Linked DNA regions of Sus scrofa: region 1 is linked to region 2. The links are chromatin contacts, called in public Hi-C maps. All regions are on one chromosome and are shown on one strand. Each heading gives the region's core, a stretch centred on a gene start, on an enhancer-like site or on the middle of the called end of the contact. The rest is flanking DNA. Distances are from core to core; before and after follow the strand shown.

The links. A called contact is a pair of places that touch in the nucleus more often than the background predicts.
Region 1: a contact with region 2 is called in a Hi-C map of fetal liver, with 2.2 times the contacts expected there. The contact joins the promoter of GTF3C5 here to the promoter of GFI1B in region 2. A contact is called at or near these places in 1 of 5 promoter capture datasets (fetal liver) and 9 of 47 Hi-C or Micro-C datasets (blood, brain, embryonic fibroblasts and 2 more).

Annotation. Positions count from the first base shown.
Region 1 is chr1:272,740,655-272,744,863 of Sscrofa11.1, forward strand. It overlaps GTF3C5 (general transcription factor 3C polypeptide 5), which reads left to right and starts at 2,873. Exons shown (of 11, transcript XM_021070913.1): 1 at 2,873-3,340. The coding sequence starts at 3,191.
Region 2 is chr1:272,699,536-272,703,570 of Sscrofa11.1, forward strand. GFI1B (zinc finger protein Gfi-1b) reads left to right here and starts at 1,851. Exons shown (of 8, transcript XM_013993949.2): 1 at 1,851-2,816; 2 at 3,354-3,736. The coding sequence starts at 3,439.

The DNA of each region.
Region 1 (4,209 bases), core at 1,623-4,122, 42 kb after region 2:
ACACTGGATCTGACCTACGTCTGCAACCTACACTGCAGCTCAGGGCAACGCCAGATCCTTAACCCATTGATTGAAGCCAGGATCAAGCCCGCATCCTCATGGATACTAGTCGGATTCATTTCAGCTGAGCCACAATGGGAACTCCCCACAGCTGCTTCTTTAACTGGGCTCCTGATTCTCCCTGGTACCCTCCTCCTCCTCCCAGCCTAGCCTCACGGCCGCTCTGACCTCTCCACTGTGGATCTCAGGTAGGACAAGGGCCTGGCCCTTGGGAAGCTCAGGGTGGTGGGGAGGAGGCCTTCTCTTCCCCTCCTCCCAGCCCCGCATTTCTGTGCACCCTGGGAACACCCCCCAGCTGACAGCCTCCACTTAGTGTGCCCATGGCTGTGCTCTGACCTTGAGGCTGGCTTGAACTGAAGGTTCAAAGGAGTCAAGGGCCTCAGTCGCTGAAGAACTACTTCCAGAGCATCTGCCCCATGCCTGGCCTGAGTCAAAGCCTAGGGAGGCAGTGAGGGACCAGGCCCACCAAGCCCTGCCCTCAGGAAGCTCTGTGGGGTGGGGGGTAGTGGGGTGGAGAGGAACAAAAAAGAAATAAAACAGGAGCTCCCGTTATGGCATGGCATAGTGGAAAGAACCCGACTAGTGACCATGAGGTTGCAGGTTCGGTCCCTGGCTTTGCTCTGTGGGTTAAGGATCTGGTATTGCTGTGAGCTGTGATGTAGGTTGCAGACTCGGCTTGGATCCTGCTTTGCTGTGGCTGTGGTGTAGGCCAGCAGCTGCAGCTCTGATTTGACCCCTAGCCTGGGAACTTCCTCATGCCACAGGTGTGGCCCCCAAAAGCAAAATAAATAAATAAAGCAGCCCTGAAGCCTCTGTGATGGGTTTGGGTGCCCCAGGCACAGAGAGGTAAGGAGTCGAATTGGAGCTGCTGCTGCGGCCACAGCAACTTGGGATCTGAGCCACATCTGTGACCTAAGTCCTTAACCCACTAAGCGTGGCCAGCAGGGATCAAACCTGCATCTTCATAGACACTAGTCGGGTTCTTAACCCGCTGAGCCATATTGGGAAGTCCTAACATTTCTGTAAAGTTTTCAACCCTTGGTTATTTAAAGGAAATTAAAAACATTTAGAAAATACAGGAGTTCCCATTGTGGCTCAGCAGATTAAGAGCTCTACTAGTATCCATGACGATGTGGGTTCGATCCATGGCCTTGCTCTGTGGGTTAAGGATCCTGAGTTGCCACAAGCTGCAGTGTAGATCAAAGAGGCAGTTCAGATCCCACATTGCTGTGGCTGTGGTGCAGGCCAGCAGCTGCAGCTTTGATTTGAACCTAGCCTGGGAACTTTCATATGCCACGGGTGCAACCCTAAGAAAGCAAAAAACAACAACAGATTACTGCTCAGGGGAGCATGGAATGAGAGAAAAGACAGGAGGCATTTAAAAGGACATTTAATGTCAAGGCATGGAAAATTCCGGAGAATTCTCTTGGCTGCACTGCACAGAATCTTCTTCCCCAGTGGAGCAGGCAAGTTCCGGCTGGAGAAGGCAGGTCAAGGACTGCGAAGCCCTTGTGCCTGGCCTCCTCCAGCTCCTCCACCATGTGCTGCTGGTGGACTCCTCCCAGCGATCTGAGTGGGCTTCCTTTCAGGCTCCCAGCCGATGACATATACCTCACATTCAGATTACACATTTTTCTTTAAAAAATGTATTTAGTGGTCCCTGCAGTCATTTATTCGGCCTTCTTAAATCCATCTAGAATAATAACATAACTTTTTGATTCAGGAGTCATTTCAGAAACGTGGGGTATCCATTCCCAAGGAGTCTCTTTTATCTCCTAACGTCCTCGAATCCAGTCCCTTCTTTCCATCCTCACTGCCACTTCCCCCGGCAGCATTTCGTGCCTGGATTATGCAACCTCTCTCCGGTGGTTTATCTGAGTCTGCTTTTGGTGTCTCTGGTCTATTCTCTACACAACAGCCACAGAGGAGTTCCCTGGTGGCCTAGCAGTGAAGGGTTCAGGGTTGTCACTGCTGTGGCTTGGGTTCGAGTTCAGGCTTGGGGACTTCCACATGCCACAGGCACCGCTAAAACATAAACAAACAACGCCAAGGAAACAGCCAAAGAGTCAAATGCATAAATCAGATTCCCGCACTCCCAGCACAAAACCCTTCAAGGGCTCTCCATTGCACTCAGAAAAAGCCAACCCGTTAGGTAAATCGTTTTAAGGATCTGTTTGGCCTTTGTCGACCTCTGACCCTTCATCTCCCTCCACTTTGCTCCTTCAAGTTTCGCTTTTTGTCACTTCCTAGAACGGCCCCCAGTCGCTCGCTTCGGGGTCTCCTCACTTCATGCTTCGGTGAGGTTTGAGTGGTGCCCAGCACACAGCAGGCGCTAAATAACTAAGAAACGAAGGACGGACGCCCGCCTTAGTCCGCGCGGGGAGCGCTTCCGCGTTTTCTGAGAGTGGAGGTGGGCAAGCATTCAAAGTGCATTTCCAGATCGCGCTCTCCATGTCCAGATCGGACTCCTCGCGGCCTCCGTGCGCCGCTAAAAACCACATTCTGGGGCGGTCAGCGGGAAAGGGAGGGAACCCACCCGGGAGGAAACCCACTTGGCGGACCCGGGGTCCGGAAACCCATTGCTTACTGGGACCTTTCCACGCAGGAAGAGCGGCCGGAAGTTTGCTTCGGACACGCCCCCATCTATTATTGGGTTAAATCCCAGGAAGGGGCGGGGACCCAACCTAACCCTGGTTCATTATTGGCTAAAACCTAAGGGAGCCAAGGAAGGGGGCGGAAACCCGGCTTCGTCTTGACTCTTCATTGGCTAAAAAGCTCGGCTCGGCCCTCGGGTTCTCATTGGCTAAAGTCGAGGGCTGGGTGGTGTCTTACAAGCGTCGCCGTCCCTCGGGTTGGTGGGAGAGACAGGCCCTTACCCCGCCCCTTGGGCTCCAACCCTCTTCATTTAAAACACAAAGTTGAGGATCCAGCGGGTGTTAACTCCGAAGTCTTAGGCCCTTCCTTCGGGCCTTTGCTCCCTGAGGACTTCGAGCCTCGCGCAACTCAGGGATTTGGGGAGGCGCGAGCCAGGAGGAGGCCGGAACGATTCCTTCGCGGAACCTTTGGGGCGAGGCCTCTGGGAGCGCGAGGACAGGAACGGACCGCGGCGGACCCGACTAGACTGGCAGGGATGGCGGCGGCGGCCGACGCGGGGCAGGGGGGCGCCGTCTCGGTGGACCTGCGGCACGAGCGGCGCATGGTGTGTGTGGAGTACCCGGGCCTGGTGCGCGACGTGTCCAAGATGCTGCTGACCCTGGGCGGCGAGGAAAGCGTCTCCCGGGTGAGGAGCGTGGAGTCTCCGGGGTCCACGGGGCGGACAATCGCGGGACAACGGCCAGAGGGGCGGGACCACCCAGGGACGCGAGGTTTCCTTGGCAGTGGAGCTTGAGGCTGGCTCTGCAGCGGCCAGCGGGCGGGGATTTGCTTCTGAGACCACTCGGCGTGGACCGTTTTTTCTTCGCGGGCAGAGGGCGCGTGAAAAGAACCATAGGGAGACGCAGAGAGGGTCTCCCATCCTCGGATGAGCCGCAGCTTTGGCATTTCTGCCTTGAGCTCAGCTCAGCTGCAGCTCCCCGCTTTCTGCCACCGCAGGATGTGCTGGACTGCCACATCCTCATTTCACGAAGCAGAAAACTGAGATATGGGAAATTAGGAACCGTCGACCTAAGTGAGAGGGAGGAAGGAAGAATTATGTTATTTAGGCTAAAGGTAGTCAAAGCTAACAACTTACTCTGTACGAGCTACAGTTCTAGGTGCTTTACTTAAAACATGATCCTCACTGGAACCCTTCCTGGTAGGAAGTGTCAGTGTCTGAATTTTACAAGGAAACTGAAACAGCTTGTTCAGATTCGCCCAGCAAAGAGTGGAGCCGAGATGAATTCTTAGCTTGTGCAAAGAAAGCTCAATGTAAGGGCTTTACACGAACCAGATCTTGAAGTGTCTCCTCTTGAGAGAGTTGTTCCCTGATGGCCCTCACTAAAGTGGCTGCTAGCAGTTAATATCTGCCTACCCAACCTGCTAATTCCAACCTGAAGTTATTTTAACGTGTTAATTGTCTGTCTTGGACTCTTGGCTCTGAGTCTGTAAATTCCATGAGAGCGGGACCTTGTCGCTCTCGTTCACACCTGTGGTCTTAACATCCATAGTGGT
Region 2 (4,035 bases), core at 601-3,100:
GGTAATTAGGTTTACATGAGGTCAGGCGGTTGGGGCCCCCATGATGGATTAGTGTCCTCACGAAAAGAGGAAGAGAGACCGGAGCTCGCCCTCTCTCTGGCGAGTGCGGATTCAGCAAGAAGGTGGCCGTCTACAAGCCAGGAAGTCTGTCCTCACCAGAGACAGAATCTGCTTGCACCTTAGCTTGGACTTTCCAGCCTTGGTGAGAAGTCAGTGCTGAGTCACCCAGTCTGTGGTGTTTTGTTCTGGCAGCCTGAGCTGGAGGAGGGAAGGGGGAAGAAGGAGGGACCTGGCATGTGAAAGATACCTACTCGAATGGATGGATGAATGGATGGGCGGGTGAAGGGGTGGATGGATGGGTGGGTGGATGGGTGGATGGATGGATGGGCACCAGGATGCTGAAATGATTAGCCCTCTGGAGAGGTTAAATGAAGGCTCTTCATTTCCAGGGCTGCCTACCACGGGGAATGGTGTTGGCCCTCACAGGCAGCCCTGGAGAGGGTCCGGAGGCAGGGAGACCTCAGGTGGCAAGAACCTAAGTGAGGCTGTGTGTACCCTCCTCCCTCCCACCCCAGGCTTCAACTGAAGTGCCTGGGGCTGGGGGCCTGGACACTGCTCTCCCATAGAGAGGATCCTTCATGGCTCCAGGGAATGCCTGCCTTTTTTTTTTTTTTTTTTTTTTTTTTTTTTTTTGCCACAACCTCAGCATGCCAAAGTTCCCAGGGGAAGGATGAAACCTGCATCACAGCAGTGACAACACCAGGTCCTTAACCACTAGCCCATTGGGGAACTCCCAAGACCTGCCTTTACTCACAGCCTGGGATCCTGGTCTGCAAAGGGAGACCCTGAGCTGATTACTTACTTAATGGGGAAGATGAGGCCCCTAAGTGGGATTACATCTTAGGACAGCAGCTGAATTCTCTGGGTCCGATACAGCAGCTAGAAAATACCACAAATAACTAAATGCCCTGAATGGGGGAGGTGGCTGATAAGGTAAGCCACACAAAACTGTGAAACCATTTAACATGTTAAAAAAAAAAAAGAATTTGGAGTTCCCGTCGTGGCTCAGTGGTTAACGAATCCGACTAGGAACCATGAGGTTGCGGGTTCGGTCCCTGGCCTTGCTCAGTGGGTTAACATCCGGCGTTGTCATGAGCTGTGGTGTAGGTTGCAGACGCGGCTCGGATCCCGCGTTGCTGTGGCTCTGGCGTAGGCCGGTGGCTACAGCTCTGATTCAACCCCTAGCCTGGGAACCTCCATATGCCGCGGGAGCAGCCCAAGAAATAGCAACGACAACAACAACAACAACAAAGACAAAAAAAAAAAAAAAAAGAATTTAGGAGGGACTGAAATAAAGTAACATTCACTGGGAAAAAAGGGCCTGCTGATTGATGATAGCAAAATGTGTGTGTGTGTGTGTGTGTGTGTGTGTGTAATAAAGTGAGAATGTGAGGAGTTCCCGCTGTGGTACAGCAGGTTAAGGATCCAACAGGTTGTCACTGCAGCAGCTCGGGTCGCCGCTGTGGCTCAGGTTCAATCCCTGGCCAGGGAACTTCCACATGCCACAGGCAAGGCCAGAAGAAAGGGGGACATTTGGTGTTCCTGTCATGGCGCAGTGGAAATGAATCCAACTAGCAACCATGAGGTTGCAGGTTCAATCCCTGGCCTTGCTCAGCAGATCAAGGGTCTGGCGTTGCTGTGAGCTGTGGTGTAGGTTGCAGACACTGCTTGGAGCTGGCGTTGCTGTGGCTCTGGTGTCTACACGGCGGGCAGCTGTAGCTCTGATTAGACCTCTAGCCTGGAACCTCCATAGGTAGCAGGTGTGGCCCTAAAAAGCACACACACACAAAAAAGGGGGTGGACATTCAAGTTAAGGGACAAGCCCTTGAATTACTTTTGATTTTTCTTTTCTAATGTAACCACTTTCCAATTATTTTTAATTTTTCTTTACACCCTTGACTTATTTGTCAAGTTTTCTGCATAATGACAAATCGTTCCAGTTGCCTGTGGGCCAAGTGCAGCACCCAAAGAAGGTTGCAGGTGTTTCCACTAGTCCCTCTCCATCAGGAAGACAGAGACTGTCTCCTGCGTTTGGCTCCCGGTTGGGACCCCCGGCCCCAGGAGCACCGCCTAGACCGGCGGGACCCCCGCCCAACAGCAGTGGGGTCTCCCGAACCTCCCCCCACTTGCTCTCCGCGTCGGACCTTGGACTTCAGTTATGTTGCGGCTTCCTGTCGCCAAACTTGTTTTCTTTTTGCGGGAAACCTAATCTCTCCAGCGCTGGGCTGGCAGAGCATGCAAATCAGCCTAACAGTGCTGTTTTGTGAGTGCTCCCCGTATGCAAAACCTCCTGAAATACATCAGGCGGCCCGGAAGCCCAAGGAAGCTGGAGGGGCCGAAGAGGAAGGAGGAGGTGGGGGGTCGGGGCTGGGGGCTTGGGGTGGGGCTCCGTGCCCGACAGGATGAAATATCCGGACCGGCAGTCCCAGCTTCCCACGCCCATCCCTCCTAGGTGGGGACACCTGGCCCCCACCCCCACCCTCGGCCTCCCATGGCTCCTCCGCGGCCACCAGATGGCGACACACGCGGGCCTGGGACCCAAGCGCATCCTGCCCCGAACCTGGGCGGTGGAGGTACAGCGGGAAGCACCCGCGTTCAAAACCACACCCGCTGCTCCTCACCCGTTCTGGGGCCAAGTCTGGGGACGCGTGAATTTGACTTTTTGCTTTTTTTTTTTTTTTTCCTCCCCTCAACGGCAACCTCTGCAAGGACAAGAAAGGCCACTCTAAATACAAAAGCGGCCTTTAATAGCACAGGTGAGGGCTTTCTCCGGGAGCGCTTGAGCTTCCAGGGGGAAGGGGAGGAAAGGAAGAAAGGGAGAAAAACGGAAAGAAGGCAAGGGAAAGGAAAGGGGTGCCGGGGGCGGGGGGAGAAGAAAAAGAAAAAAAGGAAAGAAGAGAAAGAAGGAAGGAAAGAAAAAGGGAGTTCTTGCCGTTGCGCAACGGAAACGAATCCGACTAGGAACCATGGGGTTGCGGGTTCAATCCCTGGCCTCGCTCAGCGAGTCAAGGATTCGGCGTTGCAGTGAGCTGTGGTGTAAGTCAGAGATGCGGCTCGGATCCCGCGTTGCCGTGGCTGTGGTCAAGGCCGACAGCTGTAGCTCCGATTGGACCCCTAGCCTGGGAACCTCCATATGCCGCAGGTGCAGCCCTAAAAAAAAGGACCAAAAAAAGGTGTGGGGGGGGAGAAAAGAAAGTGAAAGAAAGAGACTAACTTGTGAGTTCTCTGTACAAAATAAGGTTTATAAATTAAAGTTTTATTTTGACTTTAACTTTTTCGATTTAATAATTTAGCCATTACTTTTTAAATGCACATGCTGTTAAAAAGTTCTGGAGAGAAAGCGCCGCTCCGGGCGCGGGCGCGGAGGGAGAGAAGAGAATGAAGCGTCTTGAGTCGCCGAGAGCTTTGATAAGCAAATACAGCCCAGCGCTCTCGCTCTCTCTCTATTGGCTGTTCCTTCACCGCCAGATTTTGACACAAATAATCAGATTGAAAATCAGGGAGGGGAACAGAAGAGGAAAAAAAAAAAAGAGAGAGAGAGAGGAGAAAAAAAAAAAAAAAAAAGGAGAAGTATCTATTTGTGCAGAGAGTCACGAAGTTTGCCGGGTGGCTCCGATTCCCCAGAGGAAGGCAGCGAGGTTCCCACCGCGGGACAGGAGGCGCCGAGCTCAGACAGGTGAGTGCTTCGGAGGCCCCTACCTCTCCTTTTAAAATTTGCATATCTGACTTAGTTGGTTTCCCAGCGGGTTACCTAGTCCCTTTAGCAATCCTGGGAGGATTAAGGTGGGCTGGAAACGTCTCTTTTGCGGGAGGTGGCTTTCAGCCCTGGGGCTCGGGAGAGAAGAGGTGGTAAGGAGACAGTCTTATCTGAGATGCCGAGAGCCCCTGTTCCTTCCACCAGCTCTGCAAGAACATCCTTTCAAGACTCGATTCCAGGCTCACAGATGCCCACTGCCTGCACGATACCGTGCCCAT